Regions from separate parts of the Sus scrofa genome. Here regions 1, 2, 3 and 5 are each linked to region 4. The links are chromatin contacts, called in public Hi-C, HiChIP or PLAC-seq and promoter capture Hi-C maps. All regions are on one chromosome and are shown on one strand. The core of a region is the stretch at or near the end of the contact, and the rest is flanking DNA. Distances in the headings are between cores, read along the strand shown. Region 1 overlaps ITSN1 (intersectin-1). Region 2 holds the start of TMEM50B (transmembrane protein 50B). Region 3 overlaps ITSN1 (intersectin-1). Region 4 holds the start of CRYZL1 (crystallin zeta like 1). Region 5 overlaps ITSN1 (intersectin-1).

Region 1 (6,068 bases), core at 1,310-3,809, 250 kb after region 4:
GAGCCTGAGGCTGTGGCTCATTCAGATCCAGGGCTGGCCTGACGCAGGGAGAGAGACCTTTCTGGGCTGGGCTCTCCAGGGTTGCTTGAGAGACTGGGGCCAGGCTTCCCAGGTTGACTTCATGTAGTCCCCCTTGATCTCTGATGGCAGAGGAGAAAGCAGTGCTCCCATAGGACATTTGTGTTCAAGGGGGCATTTTTTTCTTCTTTGCTCTTTGAACAACTTAAGCATGACCTAAGTCTATGAAAGTACCTGGTCTTACCTGGTTGAGTAGCACTGAATTTAGTTGAGGAAAAAAAAAAAATCCCATCAGAAAATGGACAAATTGGCCATTTGCATTGTCTTTTTGACCCGGTGCCCCAAACTTCTGTCTCTCTAGGGGTTGCCTGGTGCAAGCATAAAGCCACTGACCGAGCAGGGACATTCTCGGATCCAAAGGGGCTGGAGAGCAAAGAGGCATGAATGAAGTGCTTCCGGTTTTATTTGAAAGGAGGCTTTGGAATCTAGTTGACAGTTTGCCAGTGCTCAGTATGAGCAGAAAAAGACTTCTCTATCTCTCCTCCGTTTTTTTCCCCCTAGTTGGTTGGGCTTTTCTGATTCACAAGAAGAATATTTGTTTTGTGTCTGTAAGGATTTTAAGAATTTCCGTGGGGAACAGCAAGTAGGTTTTCATTTTATTTCAGTTCATTGTATTCTCCCTTCTCTTTGGGGCTGGAGATGAGCTTCACAGCAGACATGGGCACTGTGACAGGGACACGTGCCTGCTTGACGGTGGCATTTCAGACTCGAGGGTCATGTGAGGTTAACGTTGGGTCTGCCTACTCCAGATGCACTTGCCTTATAAATTTAGAACCTTCTAGGCTGGAAAGTGAGGCGATGAAAACAGACAAGGCTGGCTCTCCTTCCTTGGCTTTTAGCATTAGGACTTTAATTCAGGCAGAAGCAGAACTGGTAGCAGAAACTGGTGATGTGCTGAAGCCCTCAGATGCTGTGGTCTGAGCTATCTTAAGAGGTTTTTTTTTTTTTTTTCTTTGCCCCTCCCTTTTTTTGGGGGTGTGTGTGTGCTGCACCTGCAGCATATGGAAGTTCCCTGGCTAGGGGTCAAACGGGAGCTGTAGCCGTCACAGCCACAGCAACACAGGATCCGAGCCACATCTACGACCTGCACCATAGCTCACCGTAATGCTGGATCCTTAACCCATTGAGCGAGGCCAGGGATCAAACCCACATCCTCATGGATACTAGCTGGATTCCTAACCTGATGAGCCACAACAGGAATTCCCCTAAGAGGTATTTGGTAAACAAATACTCCCTTCTCTCTGTACCGAGGGGTGCGGCAGTGCCCTCCGGGGCTTCTCCAGGATGCCGGGAATGGCACAGGTCAGCTGCCAAGACTCACCCTGCAGTGCCCCGAGCCATGTTTTATAGGGGCCACTTTGTATGGTGTCAGTACAGTGTGGATATTTACCGCACTTGGAAAGCAGCCGTTTATTTGAGCTAGAGGAAAGGAACATTCTAGATCTCCTGTCTCCTCACCCTGCTTATTGTTAGATGCAGGATATGTTTGTAGGTCATCAGGCTCAGCTAAGCTATGTAACCTGCTCTCTTTCGCAGCCAAAATCTATTCCTGAGAAACATGGAAAACGCATTCCAGATGAAGGCGAGAAAACCTCTAACAGCTCTTTACCTGGGGAGCATTAAAACCCAGAGGCCAACAGTTGCAAAGTCTTATCTCTGGGTTGTGAGCTCTCAGTCAAGTTCATTCAGGGAGTCCCTATCCTGGGCCAGACCACCCTCCCACGTGGTAAGGAGGGGGCCTGCCTTTGTGGCTTTCACAGCCTAATTGTAGATCTAACTTTAAGGCATTTGAACAGCACCCAATGCTTGTAAAAATTCATCTCCACTTCCAAATAATTATTTCAGTGACATGCAGATTCAATCACTTCGTCCACTAAAAGGAACCTTCTTTCATCTGAACTTTGGGAACCAGATAACACCCACATAGTACATTTTTTTTTTCAACACTATGTGTGGTTGTCATATTTCAGGGTAAAGCTGCCCCTCCTGGATGTCAGGGTGTTTTGTGAGTTGTTTTTAATAGGATTTTGTTCTACTTTCTATACCAGCCTATCTTGTTAAAATCATCTGAGGAGGGTGAATATTTTAGGATTCAAAGCCCACCAAATAAACCTGCTCAGAAGTGGGCTTATGTGGTCAGCCTTGAGAAAAATAAATGAGTGTTTCTCAGATATCTGCTGAGAATTACCCAGTAACCAGGGTTTCTTTTTATGCAGTGGAAAGAATGCATATTTTTCTTCCAGAAACTCTGGTTTGTACTTTTTTTCATTTAAAAGAATAACATGCCTGTGAGGTTGTGTTTCTAAAACTTTCTTCCTTTGCATTTTTCCTCTCCTACTCAAACCCCTTATTTCCTCCTGCTTCTCTAAACAGAATGGGGGCCTGGGGCCAAGAGGGTGATGCAGGAATCAGAGAAAGGGGGTGGCGGCTTTGCAGTGCCTGGTTAAGAGCGGGGAGCTGCCGTTCTACCCACGCTCACCGCTAGGGGGCGATGTCCCTGCTGGAAACTTGCCGGTTCCAAGGGCCGATCCCAGGGCGCTGGCTCCACCTACTGCAGCTCTGGGGCATTGCTCTTGTGTAAATCAAGGACTTGGGGAATCTGAGAAAGAAGGCAGGAGGGGAAAGAAAGTTAGCGATGGACGCGGAACTCGAACACACCTCTCCTGGGATACATGGTGACACTTTGCCTTTCTCTGCTGCTGAGCTTGGAGCCCCCAGTGGTCCTTAGCCTTCCTGTCTTTTCTGCATCTGCTTTGGTGAAGGCCCCAGAGATTTGGGGGCCTCCGCCGTGAGGTGGAGGTGTCCTGCTACTGCTGGGCCCACCCAGGGTGAGTTCACTGGAGGAGGCGCCCCCTCCCCAACAAGGGTTCTAGAAGTCAGGTCCCCTCTGCTTGGTTTGGATAAGAGAGTCTACCTGGAGACTGTCACCTGTGGAATTTCAGATGTAAAGGAACTGTTCGGGGGATGCAGATCATTGCATGGGGTGTGTGTGTGGGCGGGGGTGGGGGGGTGGTGGCCGTGAGTGGATATTTGGATTGACCATGAAAGCAGATAGATCTGACCCTCCCGGAGTTCACACTCATGACACGCTACATAATTTGCGGGCTGAGTGCAAAGTGAAAATGTGAGTCCCGTGTTCAAAATTATGAAGACTTTCGAGGTGATGACGGCAGAGGATTAGACCAGGAACCGGCCCTCGTAAGCACTGGGTCCCGCGTGTGACTGCGCAGGTCAGATGCCCGTGAACCCCGCCTTGGTCACATTGTGTTTTTAGTTGGTGTTCTAGGCAGATGGGGCTTCATCTTTTGCTTCTTCCTTTGTAAAGTCTCCCTGGCAGGGTGCAGAGAGGTGGGCCGATGAATTTTTCAAAATGTGTGCTTGTTAAAGCGCCAACGGTCTGGACCCGTCAGAGGGTAGGGGGCCCAAACCCCTCGTTGACAGATGCGTGGCCAGGGCGTGCTGCAGAGGGGCCCGCGGGCCTTGACCGTTTCACCCAATGACTTGAAATCAAACCCTTCCTTTTGGTCATTAGTCATCCACTGGGGGCTTTTCTTCTCTGAGCTGCTAGGACAGGGAGGCTTTTCCCCGTAATTTACTAGGTAATGGAGCGCGGGTGGAGCGGTGCTCAGTGCTCCTTCCCCGGGAGCCGGGTTGGACGCCGTTTCTCCATCTCCGATCCCTCGAAAGGGGACCGCCGGCTGCCTCCCTGCCGCTGCCTTGGCGCCCAGGTGGCAGGAGGGCTCCTGCTTCTGGGAGGCAGAGGCTTCCCAGCTGGGTTCTCCCCGTAGGATATCCGTGGCTTTGGAGCAGGGGGATGTGAGGAGAGAGGAAAGATCCCACTACCACGGGCCGTGGGGCGTGGCGGGGGTGGGGTGGGGTGGGGCAGCTGACCTTGGAGTTGCCCCTCCTGCCGTGCACTTGCAGTTGCTTTCTTTCGGTAGCATTTCCTAGACCTTGGCTGGACCCTCCCAAACCTTTGCAATTCTGCTCGGTCTTTGCTAGTCAATTTCACGTCTATGCACACAGAGCAATAATCCCATCTATGTTTCTAGATTCAGTCTGGGATTATAAAGTTTACGAGGTAAAAACATTCAGGCAGTGGAACAGAAATGTCAAATTCATCTCCTGTGGATTTGACAGTGTCACTTTGACTGAGATGGCAAACCCTAGCCTTGTTTCTACGGGTAAGGCAATCACGCAAACTACTGAACTTTCAGAAAGCATTTTCTAGAGGCGTTGAATTAATATTGTGTCAGTGTTTGTTTTCCTGAATGAATCTTTTGACTTACGTTTTACAAATCAACGCCCTTCAGATATCATCTGCTAAGGAGTCACAATATGGAAAGTAGATATTCTAGCAAGATCTTTGGTAATAGTACTTATTTTAACACATGCATTTAGGACATACATTGCCAAGAGCCCAAGTGTCTTTGAACCATAAAACCAACCTCAAATCTTGTCTGCTGAAGCCCAGCAAGGTCTGTACCCTTCTGCTCCCCTTCTTCAGAGCCTACCTGGATGGAGAAGTTGGCGGCCACATCATTCATGTCCTATTGCCTTAGCTAAATCAGCTTTCTTATCCTCACAGAAGTAGGCGGTCAACATAATGTGTAAATACATGTATACAGATGAGAATCTGCGGCGAAAACATCCTATGTATGATAATCAGTTCTCAGCTTCTGGTTTTCTGCATTTTCTACAGTTTCCAGCTAAGAATAGTGCAGAATTCCACTACATAAAGTGAAAAAGTTATGCTCTGTAGATGGTTTGTCCAGAAATCCCTGCTGTATGTTTATGGGAATGTCCATGACTCAATGTACATATGGTGTGTAAGAGGTTATGATGTTAAATGTTGCATAAACTAACAGATTCTGTAGTTATAAATATTTAACTTGTTATTGTAAACTGTGACGTCATTGAGAGATTATTTTTCTGTATGTATATGAGAGTATTTTAGGAATCTAATTTAAGTGCATAAAACTATAGAAAAGAAAATTTAAAAACCTATGCCAGGAGTAGGAAAATACTTAATCAGATTACTTGGGTTTGACCCAACTAAATTTCTTATATGAAAAAGAAAATCTGAGTGGCATATGTTAGGAAATCAAAGAAGTCATTTTGGGGGGGCATAGAATGTGATACATTTAAATGAAATGGGTGGTGTGGTGATAAAATGATAAGTATCCTCTAGCCATGACCTTGAAGGAGACCCCGGTGTTTCATTAAACAGGTTACATATTCAGGAGGGTGGTAAGTTCAGGAAAGACTGGAGGATTGAGAGCCTGTTTCCCATCAGATCCATATGATGTGCCCAGAAGCTTCTGTGGGTTCTGGCGGGTCAGTCAGGACTCTGGGGTGGACCCAACCATCCTTCTAGAGAGTTCCGAACATGGGAGGGAGGCCACCCCTTGACCTCCCGGTCACCCTTAGCAGTTCTCTTTCTGGGTAGATTCAGAACATCTCTTTGGTGTTTGCATTCTCCATGAAATTTCCTGGGGGACCCTCACTGCCTTTGCCTGGGGCATGGCTGGGTGGCTCGAAGGAGGGATTTCAGGGCTTTCTGGGCTTAGCTGTTTCTGGCATGTAGAGTAGGCAGCACAGAGCAGCCTCCTAGCTGCCTGTGTCCCTGGGGCAAGAGACCTTCCTCCTGTCCCCCTTCCCAGAAAGGGTCAGAGGTTCAGGCTGCATCTAGGGCATGGCTTTCTATCCTTTGGCACCAGAAATGTCCCCACCGGCCACCTAGGGAGGGATGGAATGCAAAATCCCGTGAACCTCAAGGTCTGAGGCCCCCCCCCTCCCCCCCTTCCCCCCCCCCCCCCCCCCCCGCGCCAAGAGCTGCATTCAGAAGGCATTTTGGGAGCTGGCAACCCCGCGACTCCAGCCTCCGCTAACAGGCTGGGAGTGATGCATCAGTGACTAGAGCCGGTTCCTGGTGAACTGGGCATGTTGACTGTGGATCATGGTTGTGAAAGTTGAGGGCTGCAGCTTGA
Region 2 (5,722 bases), core at 1,901-4,400, 160 kb before region 4:
AAACCAGTTATTTGTGGCACTCTCAATAACGGTAAAATAAAACTCTGAAATATGCTTAGTATTTGTATGAGAATTCTATTTTTAACTCTATTCACTCAAAACCAAATATACTGTTTAAGATATATATAAATATTACATGCAAATATATGTATATGTGTATATTTATGTACTTGGGTGGAAAGCTTATTTTATTTTAGGGCCGTACCTACAGCACATAGAGGTTCCCAGGCTAGGGGGTCAAATCGGCGCTATAGCTGCTGGCCTATGCCACAGCCACAGTAATGCAGGATCCGAGCCTCGTCTGAGACTTACACCACAGCTTAGGGAAACACTGGATCCCCAACCCACTGAGCAAGCCCAGGGATGGAACCCATGTCCTCATGGATACTAGTCGGGTTTGTTAACCACTAAACCACGAAGGGAATTCCTGTAAAGTTTCTTTTAAAAAGCAAAAAAATCAGGATACAGGCTACCTCTAGGAGAAAGATGTTAACATTTGATTTCATTTGCTTATGGATAAAATACTGATCCCTGCAAGAGTATTGCTTAAAGTATATATTTATATATGTTCTGCTCACGGGTTTTTTGGGTACCTGAGATACATTTGTAACAACAGAAACTTACTGGAAAAGAGAACAAGAATTTATGCTACTGCTGAATATCCAAGGGGGTTACCACAGGAAGGTATTACACAACATATGCCTCTTCATATTTTCTCTTCCTGAAGGCCCTCTCTACCCATTCCTGCCAGGCCAGTCGAATGAGTCAATACAGCCTTAAAGTCAACACCACTAAGTGCTAACAAGGTGAATAAATCCACCATTATTTAACCTGGTCCTCAAATATTTTGTGATCCAGTCTCTAAATGCAAAGAGACAAACAGATTCTAAAAATGCATATGAATCAAACAAATTAGCTACTGCCTTTAAATGATAAAATCCTTTCCGATTTTGTCACTACTGTGGCTGGGGTTCAGTCCTTGGCCAGGGAACTTCTGCATGCCACAGGTGCAGCCAAAAAGGAACAAAATAATAAGGCATTAAATTATAAAATCCTATCAGTTATAAGAAGTGAAAAGAGCACTAAAATTATACTTTAAAATACAATTATCTGTTTAAACCACCTACCTGAAACTTATCCTACAATGCCAAAAGGATTTTCATCCATAATGGTGAAAACCCAGAAACAACCAAAATGATCATCATTAAGGGATCGAGAAAATTTGAGTATTTCCAGAGTTCCCTGGTGGCACAGCAGGTTAAGGATCCATGGCTGTCACTGCTGTGGCTCAGATCACAGCTGTGGTGCAGGTTCCAACCCTGGCCTGGTAACTTCCACCTGCGGCAGGCATGGCCAAAAAAAAAAAAAAAATTAAAGAGTACATCCAAACAGTACATCCAAAAATGAGATAGGTCAGCATGTACTAAGTTAATGTATCTTTAATTTTTTTTTAAGCTAATGTATCTTTATATTAAAGTAGTTGCCCAACAGTATTATGGCACAATCCCCTCCTAGGGACTGGAATTGAGGATGTAAAGTATGCAACGTCCAAAATCAAGGAAGTCTAACTTTTTTCTTGATACTCTTCTGCGCACTCTGAATTTTTTACTTGATGTTCCTCTGTAATATTTTTAAAATGTTTACAACCTGAATATATTGTAATCACTTAAAAGGAGCCGATAAGGATAAAATAATAAGATAAATTCTTTACCTTAGACTCCAGAAAATGAATTCGGAAATAATCAGCCAGTTAAGGCTGCTGTGATCCTAGCGGGCAGAGAAGGATGGGGGGTGGGGAGGGCGTGTCTCCGGAAGAGAAACACGACATCCTTCCCCGGCTCTCATTACACCAGCTTTTTCCTGCCGCATCATTATTCAAGAGAACGTCTTGTTTTCATTTTAAGAACGAGGAGGCCTGCCACACTATTACCGGTAAAAAATGCCTAACGTCTGTTCTACGTCTGAACAGTATGACAGAAGAGAAGACAACTGACCCTGACCGAAGATGATGTAAAAGAAGCGTGACAAGCCTGGGAGTAGGAGGCTTGGGAAATGTTAAGAAAGGGGATTTATATAAAGTGCAAGTCGGTGAAGAGTTGGCGCGAAGAGGTGGGACACTCCGAAAAGAGAAATTAATGTCTTTGAGAGGTATAACGCTGGTTACACATTCACTCCAATCGGAGCTTGACTCTCCCCAACACACACACACACACACACACACACACACACACGCATGCACAGCGCTAGCAGCAGGGAGCGAGCGAGGACAATCTCATTACTGCTTTGGCTTTAAAAGGTTATATATTTACCTTTCCGATTAAGCACCTTCCAGTGATGAACTCGGAAGCCAATTTATTGGTTAAAAACCAAGCGTCTTCCCCAGCACAACTACCATTGCTACCTGGGCTACGCTCCTCATCTAAAAGGACACTCAACACTTTATGATTAATCCTGGAAAGAATGTTGACCCTCCTCTATTCCCTCTTTCCACCTCTGTCCCTACTCTCCTAAGGAGCGAGTCGGAAAAGTCCACCAAACACTTAACAACATCGCCAGCAGAGGCTGAGACCAAACGGGAGGGGTGAGCAAGTCCTCGAAAGGCCCCCAGACGCCGAGTGCGGGCCGCACGTCTCTCCCCTGCGCCGGGCACCGCGGTGAAGCTGACAGGTTCGGGATGGAAACCTGTGCAGATCCTCCAGGGAAGCAAGTCGACGGCGAGATAACGCGGCGTAGCTGCCTGCCCCGGCCGAACGCGCTCCCCGGGCGCCCAAGAAGACATGGGCTGGTGAGCAGGGAGCGGCGGAGGCCCCCGCCCCGCAGGCCGCCCGTATGCTCCGCGAACCCGCTCCGCCCCGCGACGCCGCGCACCGCGCACGGGAAAGGCCGGGCGCTGTCGTCCCTCGCAGGCCGGGCCGGCTGAGGACGCCTCTCCAAGAGCAGGCGGTGGGCGCTAGCCCCCAGCACGCCCCGAAACTGACTGCCCGCACTCACCCGGCTTCCCCCACGCCCACGCCAACGCGAGGCGCGCGCGCAGAGGAGGAAGCTGCCGTGCAGCTGTCTAGCCCGCGTCCTCCGCTCCACTTCAGCCCCCGGGAGCCGGGAGCGGGCGGCGGGCGTGAGGCGAGGGCGCCGGTGGGGCGGGGCGCGGCGCCGTGCGCAGGGAAGCAACCAATCGGCGTGCAGCAAGTGGCCGGCCGGAGGCGGGGCAAGGATCTAGGGGCGGGGCGAGGCAGCCAAGGGGCGGGGTGAGGGCGGTCGTTCTGCGGCCCCCTGGGAGCTGCTGGCTGGACTCTGCGCCTTGTGATTCGCGGCAGCGCTGACCTGACCCCTCTGTTGTTTTCTGGGCGGCATCAGTGCTGCGTTTCCGCTCAAGGACTTCAAGTGCAGCATCGGTGAAATCACACGTGTGGGAGGAGCCCAAGACCTAGAGAGCGGAGGTTGTCTTTGCCCCTGGGTTAAGCGGCTTTGACCGAGAGCAGCCCAGGGTAGGGCGTGTACTCCAGGAGGTTCTCAGAAACGGGGGGTCTCTAGAAGTGACCTTTTCCAATCCCTAACGCTCAGAAATGGAGGCCTAGAAAGGTGAGATTTCTGGTCCAAGGCTACCAACTAGTACAGCAACCCGAAGTTACCGGTACAGTACAACTACGCCTTTTATTTTTTGCTTTTTTTTTTTTTTTTTTTTTTTTTTTGGTTTTTCTATTTTCTTACTAGGGCCGCACCCATGGCTTATGGATGTTCCTGGTCCCCAGCCACAGCAACACGAGATCCGAGCTGCATCTGTGACCTACCCACAGCTTGCAGCCAAGCCAGATCCTTAACACGCTGAGCGGATCAAACCCGCGTCCTCATGGACACTAGTTGGATTCTTAACCCGCTGAGCCACAACGGGGAATTCCCTACAACTAACTAGTCTTAATTCTGTTCTTATGTTTTCCTGGCTATCTACCAGATTTTTGCTTTCTCGTGGTCCAGTATCTTCCTACTGTCTCCTTTAAAGAGGATACATCTTGAATTTTCAGTGTAACTTCAATAGCCTTTGAAAGCCTGGTCTGAATTTCCTACAGAATATAAAGTGTAATTAGTTATTTGGGGAAAAGACATTGTGTAAAAGTCCAGGTATTTTCAATGGGATTCTAAAAATGTTTTCCCCTGAAATATAATGAAATAAAAGGTTTTGTGTTCCAAGTTGTCACAAAATGCCACTCTCTTATATTCCTGTTACTCCTATAAATCTTATACATGTAAGAGAAACAACCTCTGCTTTTTATTTTTCCACTATCTCTCAGTTCTCATTTTCATGGATGTTATTTTTCTATCTTTTATATTCTGTCATTTGGCAAATAATACATTTGTAGTTATATTACCCATCATCCTGACACATATGCTAGGATCTAGATGCTCAGTAATTATTTGTTAAATAAATTACTTTTGAAACATTTGCAACCTTAAAACTAGTTAGATTACTGATCTATAAAAGTTGACTTTTTAAAATCTTACTTTTTGGGGGCAGTTCCCATTGTGGCTCAGCAGGTTAAGAACCCAACATAGTGTCTGTGAGGATGTGGGTTCAATCCCTGGCCTCGCGTGGTGGGTTAGGGATCCAGCCATGCCACAGCTGCAGCTCCAATTTGACCCCTAGCCCTGGAACTTCCATATGCTGCAGGTGCAACTGTAAAAAGAAAAATATAAATAAATAAATAAAATATTACTTCTTTTTTGAGTGTTATATTAGAATGAGGTTGGCTGCAAGAAGCAGGGGGAAACAACTACAAAATAACAGTGGCTTAAACAGAAAGCCACTGGTATCTCCCTCATGTGTATAAGTCCAAAGTTAGTCTGGAGCTGTCCAGTGTCACTTCGCAGGGACAGATCCAGCCTCCTTGTTGCAGCTAAGAGAGTCACACATGTATTTATTTATGCATTTGGAAGATAGCCTCTGTACCCAGTGTTACCTCCTGGTCCAAGGGAGCTGCTGGAGCTCTAGCCATTATGCCTGCATTCCAACCAGCAGATGAGAGGACAAAGGGAATACCCTCTCTAAGAACTTTTCCCGGGAGTTCCTGTTGTGACACAGTGGAAACGAATCCAACTAGTATCCTTGAGGATGCAGATTAAATCCCTGGCATCTCAATCAGTGGGTTAAGGATCCATCGTTGATGTAAGCTGTGGTATAGGTCATAGAGGCAGCTCAGATCCCGTGTTGCTGTGGCTATGGTGTAGGCCTGCAGCTACAGCTCTGATTTGACCCCTATCCTAGGAACCTCTATATGCCCTGGGTGCAGACCTGAAAAGCAAAAAAAAAAAAAAAAAAAAAAAAAAAAAAGGAGGGAGAGAACTTTTCCCAAAGTTTGCATTATATCATTTCTGCTTTCATTCTGCTGGCAAAGACTTAGTCACTGGGCTACACTAAACTCAAGGAAGTCTGGAAAATAGGGTTTCAATACTGAAAAAGGAAGGAAGAACAGATACTGGAAGACGAGTAGAAATCCATAGTCTCAAATCTAATCACTGTTTAAAGTATTAAGTATTTTAAGATTCTCCAAGACTTTGAAACTTTATTGCAGAAGAATATCTGTGAGCAAATTCTTTTTTTTTTTTGTTGTTGTTGTTGTTGTTGTTGTTGTTGTTGTTGTTGCTATTTCTTGGGCCGCTCCCGCGGCATATGGAGGTTCCCAGGCTAGGGGTTGAATCGGAGCTGCAGCCACCGGCCTACGCCAGAGCC
Region 3 (5,373 bases), core at 1,250-3,749, 160 kb after region 4:
AACCATGAGGTTACGGGTTCGATCCCCGGCCTCGATCAGTGGGTTAAGGATCCGGCATTGCCATGAGCTGCGGTATAGGTCGTAGATGCGGCTCAGATCTGACATGGCTGAGGCTGTGGTGTAGGCCGGCGGCTACAGCTCCAATTAGACCCCTAGCCTGGGAACCTCCATATGCCACGGGTGAGGCCCCACAAAGACGAAAAGAAAAAGGAAAAAAAAAAAAAAAAGGAAGAAGAGAAAGCTGTAAGAGCACTAGGTTTCTCTTTGCTAGATTCCATGTAAGGACGGACTCGAAGGCTCCATATTGGCAGATTATTAGGTCAAGTCTCTGTCTCAGGTCAATGTCAAAAATAAGTTCCACGTAGGTTAAACTTAAAGGATAAAACTCCTAAAAAAATTTTAAGGAGGATGTTGGAATAATTTTCTGGCTAAGAAATACCATTCTGAGTTAATACCAGAAGCCAAAAATGGACAGATTTGACAGTACTAAAATTAAATCCCGTAGATCACAAGATACGTAAGATACACAGTTCACTCTCCATGTTAGCAAAGCTCTGAAAAGTTAACATAAAAGAAACCCACAACTTTTAACAGTTCCCTGAGGATGTAAAGAGAGATTCACAGATGATGAAAAGTAAATGATTTTTAAGATACACAAAAATATGCTTCTTTCTTTGGTGATCAGAAAGATACAAATTTAGGAGTGCCTGTTGTGGGCTCAGTGGTAACAAACCTGACTGGTATCCATAAAGATGTGGGTTCGATCCCTGGCCTCGCTCAGGAGGATAAGGATCCGGCATTGCCACGAGCTGTGGCGTAGGTCCCAGACGTGGCTCGATTCTGGCATTGCTGTGGCTGTGGCTTAGGCTGACGACTGCAGCTCCAATTCCATCCCTAGCCCGGGAACTTCCATGTGCCATGAGTGCAGCCCTAAAAAGCAAAAAAAAAAAAAAAAAAAAAGAGAGAGAGAGAAATACAAATTTAAATAATGAGATAGTGTTTTTCATTTCTCAGCTGAGCAAATTTCAAAGTTTGATAAAATCCAGTGTTGTCGGGAGTGGACGGAAGTGGGTGTAACATTCATTGTCAGCATGGTTGTTTCAATTTGCCAAGCCATTTGGAAGGCCGTTTGACCATACCTATTCAGATGGAAAGTTCTCATTCCCCTTGATCATGGAATTCTGTTATTCTCCCTTCTCTAGGCTGTTTTTGGCACATGCACAAATACATGTGTAAATGGATGTTCACTGCAGCATGGTTGGTAAAAGCAGAAAAGAAACAGTCCCATATCCACCAGGAAGAAACCGGTTTAAATCATTCATGGTATAGCTAAACAAAAAATGTAATAAAGATGTTTTTAAAAATTATATAGATCGGGAGTTCCCGTTGTGGCGCAGTGGTTAACGAATCCGACTAGGAACCATGAGGTTGCGGGTTCGATCCCTGGCCTTGCTCAGTGGGTTAACGATCCGGCGTTGCCATGAGCTGTGGTGTAGGTCGCAGACGCAGCTCGGATCCCGAGTTGCTGTGGCTCTGGCGTAGGCCGGCGGCTACAGCTCCGATTGGACCCCTAGCCTGGAAACATCGCATATGCCACGGGAGCGGCCCAAGAAATGGCAAAAAGACAAAAAAAAATAAATAAAATAAAAATTATATAGATCTGCATATACAGATAAACCCCATTAAAACAGCAGAAACAATATGTAGAGTATAATTATATCTGATTAACTAAAAACCATATGGGTGTGTATGTGAATGGTTATATGTATATAGTTCACAGTTTCACAATGTAGGCATCAAACTTAACAGTAGTTACCTCTGGGGAGTAGAGAAGGGGGCTTTCATGCTTAATGTTATGTACTTCCATTTTCATACTTACCAGAGTTTCCACATTTGTAATTTTTAATACAACACTTAAAGTAAATCCAGCTTTGACAAGTATAACAAGAATGTCTACCCAGGCCTGGAAGAATATTTGTTTTATCTCAGACATCCCGAGTATGGAACAAAGGGACACTGCTACTAGGGGTACTGTATTCTCTTGCTGAAGGGACAGCGATGGTGTCTTCATTTTATACCACAGAAGGCAACACGACACCCTCCATGCAGTTCCCATTGTGGCACAGTGGAAACAAATCTGACTGGTACCCATGAGGATGCAGGTTCGATCCCTGGCCCCTCTTAGTGGGTTGGGGATCAATGTTCCTGTGGCTGTGGCACAGCCTGGGAATTTCCATATGCTGTGGGTGCTGCCCTAAAAAGAAAAGAAAAGGAAAAAGAAAAGAAAAGAAAAACACCCCAAATGGAATTCAAGTATATTATCTTTGTGATGTTAATCAGTATCCAAAAAAGAGGAAACTGATATGTAATAATAATTTTTTTTTTTTTTTTATTTCATGAAGTTAAGAAACATGCTCATGAAAAATATGCACTCGAACATGCCTCCCAGCCTGTGCTGGTTGACTAATCAGGAGTTCACTTAGTTTTGTGGGCACGGTAATCAGCAGAGTCTCGGATTTCTCAAACTTCTTTGAAAAATAGCTAACTATAGCTCTTAGGTTTTAGGAGTCCAGCAGCATTTCCTGTTTTAATGTAGTCAGTCTTGGAGGGAGGCTCTAAAAAATATTTTGCTTTTGAAAAAAGCTTGATTCTCAGCCCAGTTTTCACCAGAAATATTTTTTCATGATTAACAAAAACGAAAGTGGTATTTTATAAACGGTCCTGTTCTAAATGATGTTGATAATACAAAGAAATATAAGATACTGTGTGCCAGCTGTGTGTTTAAAATCATTTTAGAAAAATAGGGAGGGAGTTGCTGGTGGCCTAGCGGTTAAGGATTTGGCATTGTCATTGCTATGGCTCCAGTTTGATCCCTGGCTCCAAAATTTCTGCATGCTGCGGGTGCAGCCAAAAAAAAAAGAAAAAGAAAAATAGAAACACAGGAAAAGGGCAATGTATAGTGATGTTCCCAATGAATGCTCACTAACTCTGCTAGGAATTTGAAAAGAGAAAAGGGGGGAGTTCCCTGGTGGCTCAGCCAGTTAAAGATCCAACATTGTTACTGCCATGACTCTGGGTCGAACCCTGGCCCAGGAACTTCTGCATGCCATGGGTGTAGCCAAATAAAATTTTTAGGAGTTCTTATTGTGGCTCAGAGGAAATGAATCGGACTAGCTTCCATGAAGATGCAGGTTCAATCCCTGGCCTCACTCATTGGGTCAACGATCCGGCATTGCCGTGAGCTGTGGTGTAGGTCACAGACACGGCTCAAATCTGATGTGGCTGTGGCATAGACTGATGGCTGCAGCTCAGATTTGATCCCTAGCCTGGGAACTTCCATATGCCACGGGGGTGACCCTAAAAAGACAAAAAAAAAAAAAAATTTAAATAAATAAAAGAGGAAAGGAATCAGAGTAAACTGATGTACTTAGGGAAGACTTCTGAATGGAAGCATCTTAATTGACATGACAAGGAAGTTTGTGTGCCTCCTGGCTTTGCTTATTTGCTCCTAATCTTTTTGTTTGTTTGTTTGTTTGTTTGTTTTTTCTCTGTATTCGAGCCACACACCAGGCTTATAGAAGTTTGACGACTAGGGGTTGAATCAGAGCTGCAGCTGCCAGCCTCTGCCACAGCCACACCAGGTCTGAGCCTCATCTGCAACCTACACCACAGCTCTTGGCAATGCTCGATCCTTAACCCTCTGAGTGGGGCCGGGGATCGAACCCGAATCCTCATGGATACTAGTTGGGTTCATTTCCACTGAGCCACCATGGGAATCCCTCTCTCCTAATCTGGTGTTTCTCCACAATGGATTGGCATTTCGAGTAAAGTTTTTCAAATCCAGAAAGAAATATTTATCATTTTCTTATGGCACCCTTTGTGCTTTTTCTAAGTGGTTCATTTAATTTAGTGGGGTTTGGGGTTTTGTTTGTTTTTTGGGGTTTTTTTTTGTTGTTGTTGTTGTTGGTTTTTTTCTTTTAGGGCTGCACCTGTAGCATATGGAAGTTCTCAGGCTAGGGATTGACCCGACCTGCTGCTGCCAGCCTACACCACAGCCACAGCAGTAGGGGGATCTGAGCCACATCTGTGACCTACACCAAAGCTCAGATCCTTAACCCAATGAACAAGGCCAGGGATCAAACCTGAATAGGATACTAGTTGGGTTTGTAACCTGCTGAGCAGTGATGGAAACTCCGTAATTTAGTGTTGAGAGTGAATTTTTATTATATCCTCTGAACCTTAAAATTTAATCACTCATTAAAATTAATGGATTCCTATAAGAATAAATCAAACTAATTGAGACTATTGCTCATTCAAGTTGTTTTTTTGTTTGTTTGTTTTTTTCCACTGCACTTTCAATGCAAGGAAGTTCTCGGGCTGGGAATCAAACCCAAGCCTCAGCAGCAACCTGAGCTACTATAGAGACTATGCCAGATCCTTAATCTGTTGCACCATAGCGGAAACTCCTGTTTATTCAAGTTGACTCCTGAATCTCCCTGGCTAAAAGTGAAATACTAGAGTTCCCTGGTGGTGCAGCGGGTTGAAGATCCAGCGTTGTCACTGTGGCTTTGGTCATTGCTGTGGTGCCAGCTGGATCCCTGGCCCAGGAACTTCCACGTGCCATGGGCATGGCCAAAAAATGTATTTTATTTTATTTATTTATTTTTGCTTTTTAGGGCCACCCTTGCGGCATATGGAAGTTCCCAGGCTAGGGGTTGAATTGAAGCTGTAGCTGCTGGCCCACGCCACAGCCACAGCAATGCCAGATATGAGCTGCATCTGTGACCTACACCACAGCTCACAGCAACACTGGATCCTTAGGAGTTCCTGTCGTGGCTCAGTGGTTAACAAAACTGACTAGGAACCATGAGGTTGCAGGTTCAATCCCTGGCCTTTCTCAATGGGTTAAGGATCCGGCATTGCCATGAGCTGTGGTGTAGGTTGCAGACGAGGCTCAGATCTGGCGTTGCTGTGACTCTGGCATAGGCTGGCAGCTACAGCTCTGATTAGACCCCTAGCCTGGGAACCCCCATATGCTGTGGGAGCGGCCCTAGAAAAGGCAAAAAGACAAAACAAAAACAAAAAACACTGGATCCTTAGCCCACTGAGCAAGGCCAGGGATTGAACCCACAGCCTCGTGGATCCTAGTCGGGTTCATTAACCACTGAGCTAGGAAGTAAATGCCAAAATAATTTTGTTTTAAAAAGTGAAATACAGATTCCACTATTGCCCTGAAGGGTGGCTGAAACTCTTGTTTGTAGGATTAGAGGCTGACTGGCACCCGCTCCCCTTCCTGAGTCACACAAGCCCCTTTCAGTGGTGAAGCCTGCTTTCTGTCCTATCAGGGGCCGGGGCTGGGTGTGGGTTAACTAG
Region 4 (5,850 bases), core at 748-3,247:
AAAATGTCAAAAACTTTTTTGAATCTAAAAAATCTTTTTCACCAACTCCCCCACCCCTGCCGCCAAAACATTGTGATTCCATAGGGAAACATTTTAAGAATTCTCCAGCTTTCTCATCTTCTTCCTTCAAGAAGGTGCAAGAGTGAACCAATACATATTACTGCCCAGGGTACAGTAATGGTTCAAAGCCCTAAATATCTCCTTGAGGTTTTGAACACTCTTCCTCATTCTAGAACTTTGATTTTGAATGCACAGCACAGAGCATTGTAAAACTACCAAAACAGGAGTTCCTGCTGTGGCACAATGGGATCGGTGGTGTCTCTGTAGTGCCAGGACACAGGTTCCATCCCCATCCTGGCACAGTGGATTAAAGGATTCGGTATTGCTGAAGCTGCAGCGAAGGTTACAACTGTGGCTAGGATCTGATTCCTGGCCCGGGAACTCCACAGGCCGAGGGGTAGCCAAAAAAGAAAAAAAGAAAAAAAAAAAAGATTAAAACTACCAACATATTTTATTGCAACTGACATTTGAAACTGTTTCAAATTTGAATGTCTCAACCCCTGCCATAAACTGGAGGAAAGGTATCAATGAGTTGAAATTAGGGATTAAAGGGAATAATTATACATTGCAGTGGTTGATGGATAGGATTAGAAGTCATAAGTGAATTTACTCTGAATCCTGGCTTTCCTGCTTCTTCACTGTATGACTTGGCCTACATAATTCTAGCCTCCTGGGCCTTGGATTCCATACCTGTAAGACAGGTATAATTATAGCAGGTACCTCAAAGGGTGACTGGAAGGCTTAAACAACACATGCAAAACACTCAATACAATACCTGGCATGAAATAAGTGTTCAATAAATGGCGGCTATTTTTGCTCTTATTTCTGTAAATTGAGCAGAGAAATTGTCAAGTAGCTCCAAAGCCCATCTCACAGAGCAGTAAGGGGTTCTACCAGGTGCAACCTGAGCTTTATTAGCACCTATTAATTTCTGCAGTGGGTTATTATATCATCTAGATCTGTGCTGTCCAGTAAGAGAAGCTACTAGTGGTTAAGGAGCCCTTGAACTGTGCATTGTCAGAATTGTGGTGTGCTGTTAGTGTAAGATGCCCATCAGACTTCAAAGACTTAATACGAAAAAAAGAGAGACTGTATCACGTCTCCATTTTAAAATATTTGATTATGTGTCGAAATGATAATGTATTAGATATACGGGGTTAAATGAAACACTAAAGTTAATTTCATGTTTTTCTTTTCTTTTCTTTCTTTTTTTTTTTTAATGTGGCTCCCATTAAATTTGTACTCAGCAGAGCTGATGCAGAACGTTGCTGCTCATACAACGTGGACTAGAAGCACCTGCGAGCGTGTCAGAAATGCAGATTCTCAGGACCCGCCCAGACCTTTAAGACTGAGGTGATTCTCACGCATTGCTCCCAAATACTCTCTTTAGCTTCAATGTGATGGGCAAATCTGGCCCTACAGTTATATAAATGCGAATACACTCGCTTTAAGTAATTGCTCCCCCCCCAAAAAAATATCCCAAACACAAAAAACGTAAAGGAGGAGAAAGCGGTGATCGAGAAGTAAGGCAGCAAGAAAAAGACACTCAAAGTGTAAGAACAAAAAGATGCAAGAGGGGGAAAAATCCAACCTGGGAGATTCTGTAGAAAAGACCTTTCAGACTTCTGCCTCCATAAATGTGGAGGGAGCGGCAAACAGATAAAATCTACCACCGAAACCTGAAAGGACCAGGAAATCCTCAGTCAAATTAAGTCTTAACCGCCCCTCAGCGGCCTCAGCTAAGCTAGGCCGGGGCCCAGGAGGGTCTGCGGTTGGTGCGCGACGTGAACCACCATCCGCCCCAGGGCTGGACAGTTCCACGGGCCTTCTCGGATCTTTCGCCCAAAGCCCGGTTTCCCAAGACACACAACCCGTTTCTCCGCGCTCACCTGCTTCCAAGACGCCCCAACGGCCTGCACCTCCACCACCGCCACCTTCAAGGCCTTCTGCGGAGAGCCCGCCCCCTATGGGCCAGGAGATGCTCCCATTGGTCAGGCCGCTCGTCACTCTAGGAGACTCTCCGACTCTCGGAAGCTGTAGAGAACGCCATAGCAACCAAACTTGAAACTACATCTCCCGGCATGCTCTGAGGAGAGGCATCAGGGGCTGCCAATAAATGCGTAAAGTCCTAGTTGCCGAAGGGTTCAGTTTTATGCAAATTTCAGTTGAAGACCACACCCTTCCTCATTCCAACCGTATCTCCATCACCTTCCTTGGACTACGTCCCGCCTCCCTTTTGCGACCACATTGTTCTCTCCTTTAAACCTTCCGTTAGTTGAATGCATGCTAACTAGTGTCTTTCCTCCCACGGCAAGGACAAACACACTGAAATTATGGAACAAAATCTCCACGACCACTTGAAGAAAATCCCAGACCAGAAACCTCTAGTTACGCCTTCTGGAAGGGGGGCGGGGAGGAGGAGAGTCTTGCACACGTCCTCTTTGAGCTTGCTCATTGGATTACTAGGCTGTTACTCTGCCCTCTTCCATTTTTATTGGCTCCCTCTCATTGCGTTCTCCCCTGTGGGCGGGGCTAGAGGTAAGGGGCGGAGAGGAGGTGCGGGCCCTTTCTTTTGATTGGCAGCGCTTTTGTCCCCACCCACCTGTGGGAGGAGATGGAGGGGTGGATGGGAGCGGGGTAGGCAGCCGAGGGAGATGAGGAGATAGGCGGGAGCGAGGGAGCGAGGGAGGGAGCGAAGGAGGTAGAAAAGAGCGGAGAAGAGGGGAGGGAGCGCAGCTTGGTTGCTCCGTAGTACGGCGGCTCGCAAGGGAGAATCCCGAGCGGGGCTCCGGGACGCACGGAGAGGCGGGCGGGCGGGCGGGGATGGTGTGCAGGGCTGCGGCTCCTGCGTCCCTTCTCGCGGCGAGTGAGCTGCACTGATTTGTCTGTGGGGCGGCAGCGCGGACCCGCCTGGAAATGAGGTGAGGAGCAGGCTGGACCTCGGCGGCCTGGACCCGGGAGGCGGCGGGGGCGGGGGTCGCCGCGGGGGTCGGCGCGATGGCCGCCCGGGGCGCGCGTCCCGCGGGCCAGTGCGCGTCCCTCCGGGCACCCTTCACCCTTTGCCGCGCGCCTTGAAGGCGCGGCGCTCGCCACCCCTGAGCCTCGTCCTTCCCATCCTCCCGGGGGTGGCGGTGGGGCGGCCGGCTGGCGGTCTCTGGGAGGCGGGGGCTCCGCGGCGGATAGAGGGGGTGGCGGCCGCGGGACGCGCTTCGGGTTGAATGGGCATCCACAGCCTTGGCGGGCGGAGCGGGGTTCCTCCTTCCCTCGGGGGACATGAGGCGGTCGGTCCTTCTAGGGCTGACCTCGCTGCCCTCGGCCGCCTGAGCGTGGCGGACCGGCCAAGCCTCGCCTCCCCGCCGGCCTCCTGGGATCCGGAGCTCGCGGGGAGCGGCATCGCGCCTCCCGCTTCTCCCCCCGCGCGGCCTCGAGTCCCCGGCTCATCCCTTTCTCTCTTTCGTGTGCCTGCAAAATCCCTGTCAGTGAAGGGCAGTCAATGCCGTTTGGCCCTGAGTCCTCCTGCCGGGGCCGACTCTGATGGTATTTAACAGAAAGCTGCTCTCCTTCGGTGGGAGCGCGTCCCCGGTGTCTACCGCTTGCCCTTCCCTTCTTTACGCACAGACACGGTTTTATGGTGTGGACCGAAGGCACAATTGCGGGCTCTTGCTTGAACGAGGAAATGTAATCAGAATCCCCAGGAAAAGGAAACCAACGAGGAATGGGTCGCGCCTTCCTTTACTTCTTGTTTGCCTTTGGATTAGAAAGCAACTTCGTAGATTACATTTCCTATGGGCATCTTTTGTTGTGATTCAGACTAAGGGCTTTGCTTTTGAAGAAATAAATTAGCGGCTTCTCTGTTGAGTTGAAGGCTGTAGAGATTCTTGATAGACTCAATATGAAAGTTTCCTTTAGAACTTTGCCATCATCAGTGCTATTCTGAAGGCAGCACCAGCCTGAAATTTTAAATATATGCAGACTCCGGACAGATGGGTTTCTTTGTGCCTATCTGCTGGTATCCTTCTCTTAACGTTGGCATGGTCAAAACGTACAAATAATAAAAACAAGGACAAAATAGTATAGGCAATAAAAACAAATACCTTACCAAAAAATGCATCTGGAAAATCTCAATTCTGTCAACGGGGAGGCAGTTTTTACTAATCCCTTTGAAAGGATGAAGACCAGGCTCAGCGATCTCATGGATTATGTAGTGGACAGGATCTGAGGGCAGGAACCCGGGCCGTGGATCCAGCCGGCCAGCTGGTTTGTGTGTGTAGTGGCTACTCTTAACCTCTAAAATAGGAGGAATGTATTTGTCAGGATATCTTTATTATTAGGTGAGTTACGATGCAGAAGCTTAAACACTCCTCAAAGTCAGGATTGCTACCTATCTCTGAGAACAAAATACTATGTTTTTGTTTAAAATTTTAAATAGTTTACTTGAAACATTTATGTTGTTCTGATGTTTGTTTATGAAGAAAAAGCCGTTTAAAAAATATTGAATTCCTTCTGTAGTAGATTTGTAAAGAACCCAGAAACTTTTAAGTAATCTTAAATTGAGAAATAAGGACACTAATGGAGTGATGGTTTAAAAACTATTTAAAACTCATGTAAGTAGTTCCAATAAGAAGCATTTCTGATAGAATTTTTCTTAAAGGCCATTTCTTTAAAAATGTATCTATTGAAATTGCTGAGGCACATAGTACCTTCACAAAACTCTGTTATTATTCTGCCTGAGTAAGAGAGGAAATGAACAAATTTTTGATGTACTTTGGAACCCTGTGGATTGTTCAGATACTAGGCATTGTGAAATAGGGCATAAAATGAGTGGTAGCAAGTTCTGTGAAATGTTTGTCTTGCTTAGCTTTTTTTGTTTTTTGCAATTGACTAGCAATTTCCTTTTTTTTTTTTCTTTAATACTTATCTCTAATGTTGGTAGTAAAACTCTGCTTAAGTTCATCTTTTCCTCAAATAACTAGATTGAGGTAAATAAACTCAAATCTCCTAGGAAGGGGTTAAGGAGAAGGTGCTGGTAAATCCCTCTACACTTACTCATCTCTTTATTTTGCTGGATTTGTGAATTATAGGGAATTAATACAGGACAGTTGGGTGTATGTTATTCAGTTCACATTCCACTGCCATAGAGCTTTTCTCTTCTGGTCTTCTGAATGGTTCCACTTACTGGTGGGTTTCTCGAAATCTGGACCTCAGATCACGTATGTCAGCACTAACTGAGATGCTTATTAAAAATACAGGGTTTTGTCACCTCATTTCAGTATCAGACTCCCGGAAACTGATTTCCGGCAAGTTCTCCAGGAATTTTTCTTGCCCAGAAACACTGGAGGAACAGTGGCATTGTGCTCTCTTCCCAGTGAGCATGTCCTAAGACTGTCGCCTAGAGAGGACAGCAAGTTTTTCAGGTGACAGAATAGCTTTTATACCTTAGGCTGCTAATAAAAAATAACTATGACCTTCAGATATGACATCCACCTAAAATGTACATTTCAGAAGGGTAGAGACTGTTTCCTCATTGTACCTCTAGTGCCTACAGTAGTGCCTGGAGGAACTCAATGAAGTATTTATGAGTGAGTAACATCGCAGTGAGGCTGTCTTTCAATCTTTACTTGTAAAATTAATCTTATCACCTTGTAGTCACTGATTTTATAAAGTAGGAGCCACAAGTACTATATCCCAGTCATTTCTGTAAGTGTGCTTGGCTCCGAAAGAAGAGGACCTTCCCTAAGCCTAGAATACTCAAGGTGATAAGCTGGAAAGACGGCTCAAAAATGTTTGCCT
Region 5 (5,509 bases), core at 1,327-3,826, 130 kb after region 4:
TTTTTTTCCAGTTGTCTTATTGACTTTTGATTTATTTATGGTATGATCTTTGAACATACTCTATGTGATATTCATCCTTTTTAATCCTTTTAAGTTTATTGAGACTTATGGCTCCTCATGTGATCTGTCTCAGTTGAATATTCCATATGCACTTTAATAATGTGAACTCTGTTGAAATTGGGTAGAGTATCCCCAAAATGTCAGTGGATCAAGTTAATTCATGGTGTTGTTCATGTCTTCTTTGTCCCTACTGATTATCATTGCGGTCCTAATCAATTTAAGATATTAGGATAGGACATATAATGTTTAAGTATCAGAAGTTCACTGCTTGAGATTGTTTGGAAATACTTAAGGATGCATGCACCTTTTAAAAGTATATTCTTCTATATGATTCACACTCATCTTTATGTGTCTTGCATTGACTATAAGAAGTTTCGTAAAATATTCCCTTGGAAAATTGAGGAGTGAAGGCCATGTGTTTATTTATTACCTCATCAAATGCTATTATGTCCAAACATAATATTTTTATTATTTAAGATTGATGCTATGTTCAGTTATTGATAGTAAAATGTAAATCAAGATTCCTGAAAAAGGAGTGAAGTGAAAAATAATAATATGGTTTGAAGAAAGCCAGGTACATAGTAGGCAGGGAGATACTTTTCAGGAATTAGCGGATTCTTGCTATGCATATGAGTCACGTAACTCTCCTATTGCTTTGACCTATTTTAGAAACTTAGGTTGTACATTTAAAAGTAATGTTTATAGGGAGTTCCCGTTGTGGTGCAGTGGTTAACGAATCTGACTAGGAACCACGAGGTTGAGGGTTCGATCCCTGGCCTTGCTCAGTGGGTTAATGATCCGGCGTTGCCGTGAGCTGTGGTGTAAGTCACAGACTCGGCTCAGATCCCGCGTTGCTGTGGCTCTGGCGTAGGCTGGCGGCTACAGTTCCAATTAGACCCCTAGCCTGGGAACCTCCCATATGCCGCAGGAGCGGCCCAAGAAATTTAAAAAAAAAAAAAAAGTAATGTTTATATAAATAAAACAATCTCAGTGATCTGTGCCAGGTTTCATCTTTTTTTTTTTTTTTTTTTTTGCTTTTAAGGGCCACACCTGCAGCATATGGAAGTTCCCAGGCTAGGGGTCTAATCAGAGCTACAGCTACCAGCCTACACCACAGCCACAGCCACACCAGGTCTGAACCACACCTGTGGCCTGTACCACAGCTTACAGCAATGCTGGATCCTTAACCCACTGAGCAAGGCCAGGGATTGAACCTGCATCCTCATGGATACTAGTCAGATTCGTTTTCACTGAGTCACGACAGGAACTCCTGAGGCTTCATCTGCATACTTCATTGTTTGTCCTGGTTTAGGAAAGAAACTTTGAAGTTTGGGTAGGGATCTTGCCTTAATTCAGCAAATAGAATAAGAGGAGAATTTCAGTTGGTTATGCATTTTGGGGAAAATGATCTGATTTGTATGTTCTGTTTTGTCCAAATTTGGGTGGATGGGAAGGGCTAACATGTGTCTGTGTGGATTATTCATATGAGAAGATGCTTTCACGTCTTCCCCACTGAGCTGTGTCTCTGTGCTGTTCAGCCATATAGTACGCAGAGATCTATTACACACAAGCCAGTCTGTATCGCATGGTGGTGGTTCCAGAGAGGACTGGTTCTTAGCCTCTCGTGGAAGGTGGTATTTGTTTGTTTGTTTGTTTTCTTTGGGGAGAAGCACCTGTGTCATATGAAAGTTCCCAGGATAGGGGTTGAATTGGAGCTTCAGCTGCTGGCCTACCCCACACCCACAGCAATGCTAGATCCAGGCCAGGTCTGTAACCTTTACACCTCAGCTCTCAGCAATGCCAGATCCTTTAACTCACTGAGCAAGACCAGCAATCAAACCTGTATCTTCATGGATAATAGTTGGTTTCCTTTTTTTTAGTCTTTTTAGGGCCACACCTGAGGCACGTGGAAGTTCCCAGGCTAGGCGTTGAATTGGAGCTGTAGCTGGCAGCCTGCACCACAGCCACAGCAACGCCAGATCTGAGCTGTATCTGCAACCTATACCACAGTTCCTGGTAACTCTGGATCCTTCACCCACTGAGTGAGGCTGGGGATCGAACCTGCATCCTCATGGATACTAATCGGATTCATTTCCGCTGAGCCACGACAGAAACTCCCATCAGTCAGGTTCTTAACCTGCTGAGCCACAACAGAAACCCCCCAAGTTTTTAATTAAGACATTTCTATTTTTTCAACCTAAAAGTTAATGCTTAGAGATATTTTTCTTAAGGTAAAAATAAAAGTCACCTGTTCCCTAATAAAGGCTGGAAAACCTGACCTTTGCATAAAATGTGTAAAAACTGTATTGAATAATTTCAGCAGAATGTAGGCAAATACAGTTGCTTGTCAAGTCACCCATGAAAACTCCAGACAGCTAGCTGAGATCCTAATTATTAAAAATCTCTTTTTTGATTTCTGTTTCCAGCTTCAGGTTTATGTTAATCCTCAGTTCAACCCCATTAAGGATCAAAGTTCAGGACAGAATAGTTCCTGTGTAAACTACTGAGTCACTGTACAAACACTGAGGTCACCTCGTTTGCATTTGATCCCAGTGCAATTGGGAGATTATTCTCTTGTCTGCTGAGTTGTACTTTGGGTACATTTTTTAAAGCTTATAAATAGGCAGTCAGTCAACAAAAAAATCAGGAGAGCTATAACTGTTTTAACTTTATTTCAGTGAAAAGCATTTGGCAAATATTTGATTCCTTGGCAGGAAAACAAGAACCTGCCTGACCAGTGAATAAATGCAGCTTCACCATAGAGGATTTGGGATGTGATTAGGAGTCTTTTTTTGTTTTTAATAATGGTTTTTATTTTTTCCATTATAGCTGATCTACAGTGTTCTGTCAATTTTCTTTTTTTTTCTTTTGCCTTTTTTGCCATTTCTAGGGCCACTCCCGCGGCATATGGAGATTCCCAGGCTAGGGGTTGAATCGGAGCTGTAGCTGCTGGCCTACACCAGAGCCACAGCAACACCAGATCCGAGCCACGTCTGCAACCTACGCCACAGCTCACGGCAACGCTGGATCCTTAACCCACTGAGCAAGGCCAGGGATAGAACCCGCAACCTCATGGTTCCTAGTCGGATTCATTAACCACTGAGCCACGACGGGAACTCCTCTGTCAATTTTCTACTGCACAGCAAGGTGATCCAGTCACACATACAAGTATATATTCTTTTTTCTCACATTATCATGCTCCATCACAAGTGACTGGACATAGTTCCCAGTGCTATACAGCAGGATCCCATTGCTTATCCATTCCAAAGGCAATAGTCTGCATCTATTAACCCCAAATTCCTAGTCCCTCTCACTCCCTCCCCCTCCCTCTTGGCAACCACAAGTCTATTCTCCAAGTCCATGATTTTCTTTTTTGTGGAAAGATTTATTTGTGCCGTATATTAGATTCCAGATATAAGTGAAATCATACGGTATTTGTCTTTCTCTTTCTGACTTACTTCACTTAGTATGGGAGTCTCTAGTTCCATCCATGTTGCTGCAAATGGCATTATTTTGTTCTTTTTGATGGCTGAGTAGTATTCCATTGTTTATGTGTACCACATCTTTCTAATCCAATCATCTGTTGATGGACGTTTGGGTTGTTTCCATGTCTTGGCTGTTGTGAATAATGCTGCGGTGAACATGCGGGTGCATGTGTCTTTTTCAAGGAAAGGTTTGTCTGGAGATATGCCCAAGAGTGGGATTGCTGGGTCATATGGTAGTTGTATATTTAGTTTTCTAAGGTACCTCCATACTGTTCTCCATAGTGGTTGTACCAATTTACATTCCCACCAACAGTGTAAGAAGAGGGTTCCCTTTTCTCTACACCCTCTGATTAGGAGTCTTTGAGGGATGAGAAAACTGCCTGCCTGGACTTTGGATCTAAATAAGGTCATTTTCTCCCTCATTCATTGCTATCCTCTCTTTCTCTCCTAGGAGTCTCAGCAAATGCTTGGGAGACTTATTCCAGAAAAACAGATACTCAATGACCAATTAAAACAAGTTCAGCAGAACAGTTTGCACAGTAGGTGTTTTATTTCTAAAGTTGGCATTTTCCTTTTTTTACTGGCAAGAACTTCCTTAATTGAAAGGACAACACGACAAACCATTTTTCCTAACTGCCAGGTTGTTTTTCTCATCTTGCAATGTTTTTCTCAAACAGGAGATTCGCTTCTTACCCTCAAAAGAGCTTTAGAAGCAAAAGAACTAGCTCGGCAGCAGCTCCGAGACCAACTGGATGAAGTGGAGAAAGAAACTAGATCGAAACTCCAGGAGATTGATATTTTCAATAATCAGCTGAAGGTAACAGTTCTGTGTTTGCCTACCTGTATGTGCTAGTCTTTAAGTTTTCTAACTGGCTAGGTGATTCGTAGGTATTTGATCCCAGGCAGAAGCATTTATTACGCAGGTTTGTCGGCCTTTATGAAAGCCTTCACAGTTATGAATGAACATTAAGCAACCTGAAGTTGAATTTTTCTCCTTTAAAATATAAAAGTGAGGAGTTTCCGCTGGTGGTACAGTGGGTTAAGAATCTGACTGTACCTGCTCGGTCTCTGCAGAGGTGGGTTCCATCCCTGGCCCAGCGAGATGGGCTAAAGGATCTGGTGTTGCAGCACCTGCAGCACACGTGGGTCACAGCTGCAGCTAACATTCAATCCCTGGCCCAGGAACTTCCATATACCATGGGTGCAGCCGTAGATATATATATATATATTTATGCTGGATACAACTTTGCTAACTTACAGCTGAATGAGTGGCCCCAACATGATGTCTGTCTTTTATCTGAATTCCATTTTGACGTCTCCATCTTTCTGTCTATTGAAAACTACATCAAGTTGAATTCCAAAAGCTAGGCTCTAAAAGCTTCATCTTTCTTATGTTCTTTGAAGACTGCTTAAAAAGAAACAGTTTTCTCTTCTAAAAATAAGAGTTTTTCTGCCACTTCTTACCTTCAGAATTGTCCTTAAATATAGATCTTTATCTTGTTACCTCACATTTTAAAATTTTGTTGTTTAAGGGAGTAACTGCTGTTGTCTCTGAGGCAGAAGTGGTGTTTGTTTTTGCCATATTTGCACAGGAAAACTCAGGAAAATGTCAAGGCTGTTAGGGAATGTAGAAGTGGTTAGATCACAGCCTTTTCTGATTTGGTGTTTTTGATTTAACTTTGCAACTTTATCACCTTAAGGATGATTATCTTTGTAAAAAAAAACTGCAATGCAAACAGATTATTTCCTATCAACAGTGATCATATACTTTAGATTTAAGTAGATATTGGCATTTTAAATCAATTATGTTATAAAAATCAGATTTTACACTTCTCTCAAGTATTTTCTTTTTCCATTGTAAATCCTTTGTACTGGATTCTGGCCAGTTTATCTTTTGATACTAAGGAAAAGTTAAAATCCTATTTGTCATTAGTAGAAATAGAAAAACAAAAGCATATTTGAGA

The links. Promoter capture Hi-C pulls out the DNA fragments that hold promoters and counts their contacts. A called contact is a pair of places that touch in the nucleus more often than the background predicts. HiChIP or PLAC-seq counts read pairs in DNA pulled down with a chosen protein or histone mark.
Region 1: a contact with region 4 is called in a Hi-C map of embryonic fibroblasts, with 3 times the contacts expected there. The contact joins the enhancer-like site here to the promoter of CRYZL1 in region 4. A contact is called at or near these places in 3 of 5 promoter capture datasets (fetal liver, fetal skeletal muscle and liver), 9 of 47 Hi-C or Micro-C datasets (brain, embryonic fibroblasts, epiblast stem cells and 6 more) and 1 of 2 datasets of contacts at active chromatin or transcription factors (skeletal muscle).
Region 2: a promoter capture Hi-C map of liver shows a contact between it and region 4, with 2.6 times the contacts expected there. The contact joins the promoter of TMEM50B here to the promoter of CRYZL1 in region 4. A contact is called at or near these places in 2 of 5 promoter capture datasets (fetal liver and liver), 1 of 47 Hi-C or Micro-C datasets (skeletal muscle) and 1 of 2 datasets of contacts at active chromatin or transcription factors (alveolar macrophages).
Region 3: a contact with region 4 is called in an H3K27ac HiChIP or PLAC-seq map of alveolar macrophages. The contact joins the enhancer-like site here to the promoter of CRYZL1 in region 4. A contact is called at or near these places in 1 of 5 promoter capture datasets (fetal liver), 3 of 47 Hi-C or Micro-C datasets (embryonic fibroblasts, heart right ventricle and subcutaneous adipose tissue) and 2 of 2 datasets of contacts at active chromatin or transcription factors (alveolar macrophages and skeletal muscle).
Region 5: a contact with region 4 is called in a Hi-C map of liver, with 13 times the contacts expected there. The contact joins the enhancer-like site here to the promoter of CRYZL1 in region 4. A contact is called at or near these places in 2 of 5 promoter capture datasets (fetal liver and liver), 4 of 47 Hi-C or Micro-C datasets (embryonic fibroblasts and liver) and 1 of 2 datasets of contacts at active chromatin or transcription factors (alveolar macrophages).

Annotation. Positions count from the first base shown.
Region 1 is chr13:197,491,527-197,497,594 of Sscrofa11.1, forward strand. It overlaps ITSN1 (intersectin-1), which reads left to right. Exons shown (of 42, transcript XM_021070946.1): 42 at 1-1,011. Among named protein-coding and RNA genes, the nearest start is that of ATP5O, 25 kb to the right of the region's middle. Within about 2 kb of position 2,560, at least 5 of the 83 cell types and tissues checked have an H3K27ac peak or open chromatin away from gene starts, as enhancers often do. A contact at or near this core is called in embryonic fibroblasts and omental adipose tissue, where this site is marked.
Region 2 is chr13:197,090,158-197,095,879 of Sscrofa11.1, forward strand. TMEM50B (transmembrane protein 50B) reads right to left here and starts at 3,151. Exons shown (of 7, transcript XM_021070935.1): 1 at 2,992-3,151.
Region 3 is chr13:197,406,477-197,411,849 of Sscrofa11.1, forward strand. All of the region lies in intron 20 of ITSN1 (intersectin-1), which reads left to right. Among named protein-coding and RNA genes, the nearest start is that of ITSN1, 110 kb to the left of the region's middle. Within about 2 kb of position 2,500, at least 14 of the 83 cell types and tissues checked have an H3K27ac peak or open chromatin away from gene starts, as enhancers often do. A contact at or near this core is called in alveolar macrophages, embryonic fibroblasts and subcutaneous adipose tissue, where this site is marked.
Region 4 is chr13:197,246,388-197,252,237 of Sscrofa11.1, forward strand. It overlaps CRYZL1 (crystallin zeta like 1), which reads right to left and starts at 1,998. Exons shown (of 13, transcript NM_001098596.1): 1 at 1,950-1,998.
Region 5 is chr13:197,377,130-197,382,638 of Sscrofa11.1, forward strand. It overlaps ITSN1 (intersectin-1), which reads left to right. Exons shown (of 42, transcript XM_021070946.1): 15 at 3,997-4,084; 16 at 4,223-4,362. Among named protein-coding and RNA genes, the nearest start is that of ITSN1, 78 kb to the left of the region's middle. Within about 2 kb of position 2,577, at least 14 of the 83 cell types and tissues checked have an H3K27ac peak or open chromatin away from gene starts, as enhancers often do. A contact at or near this core is called in fetal liver and liver, where this site is marked.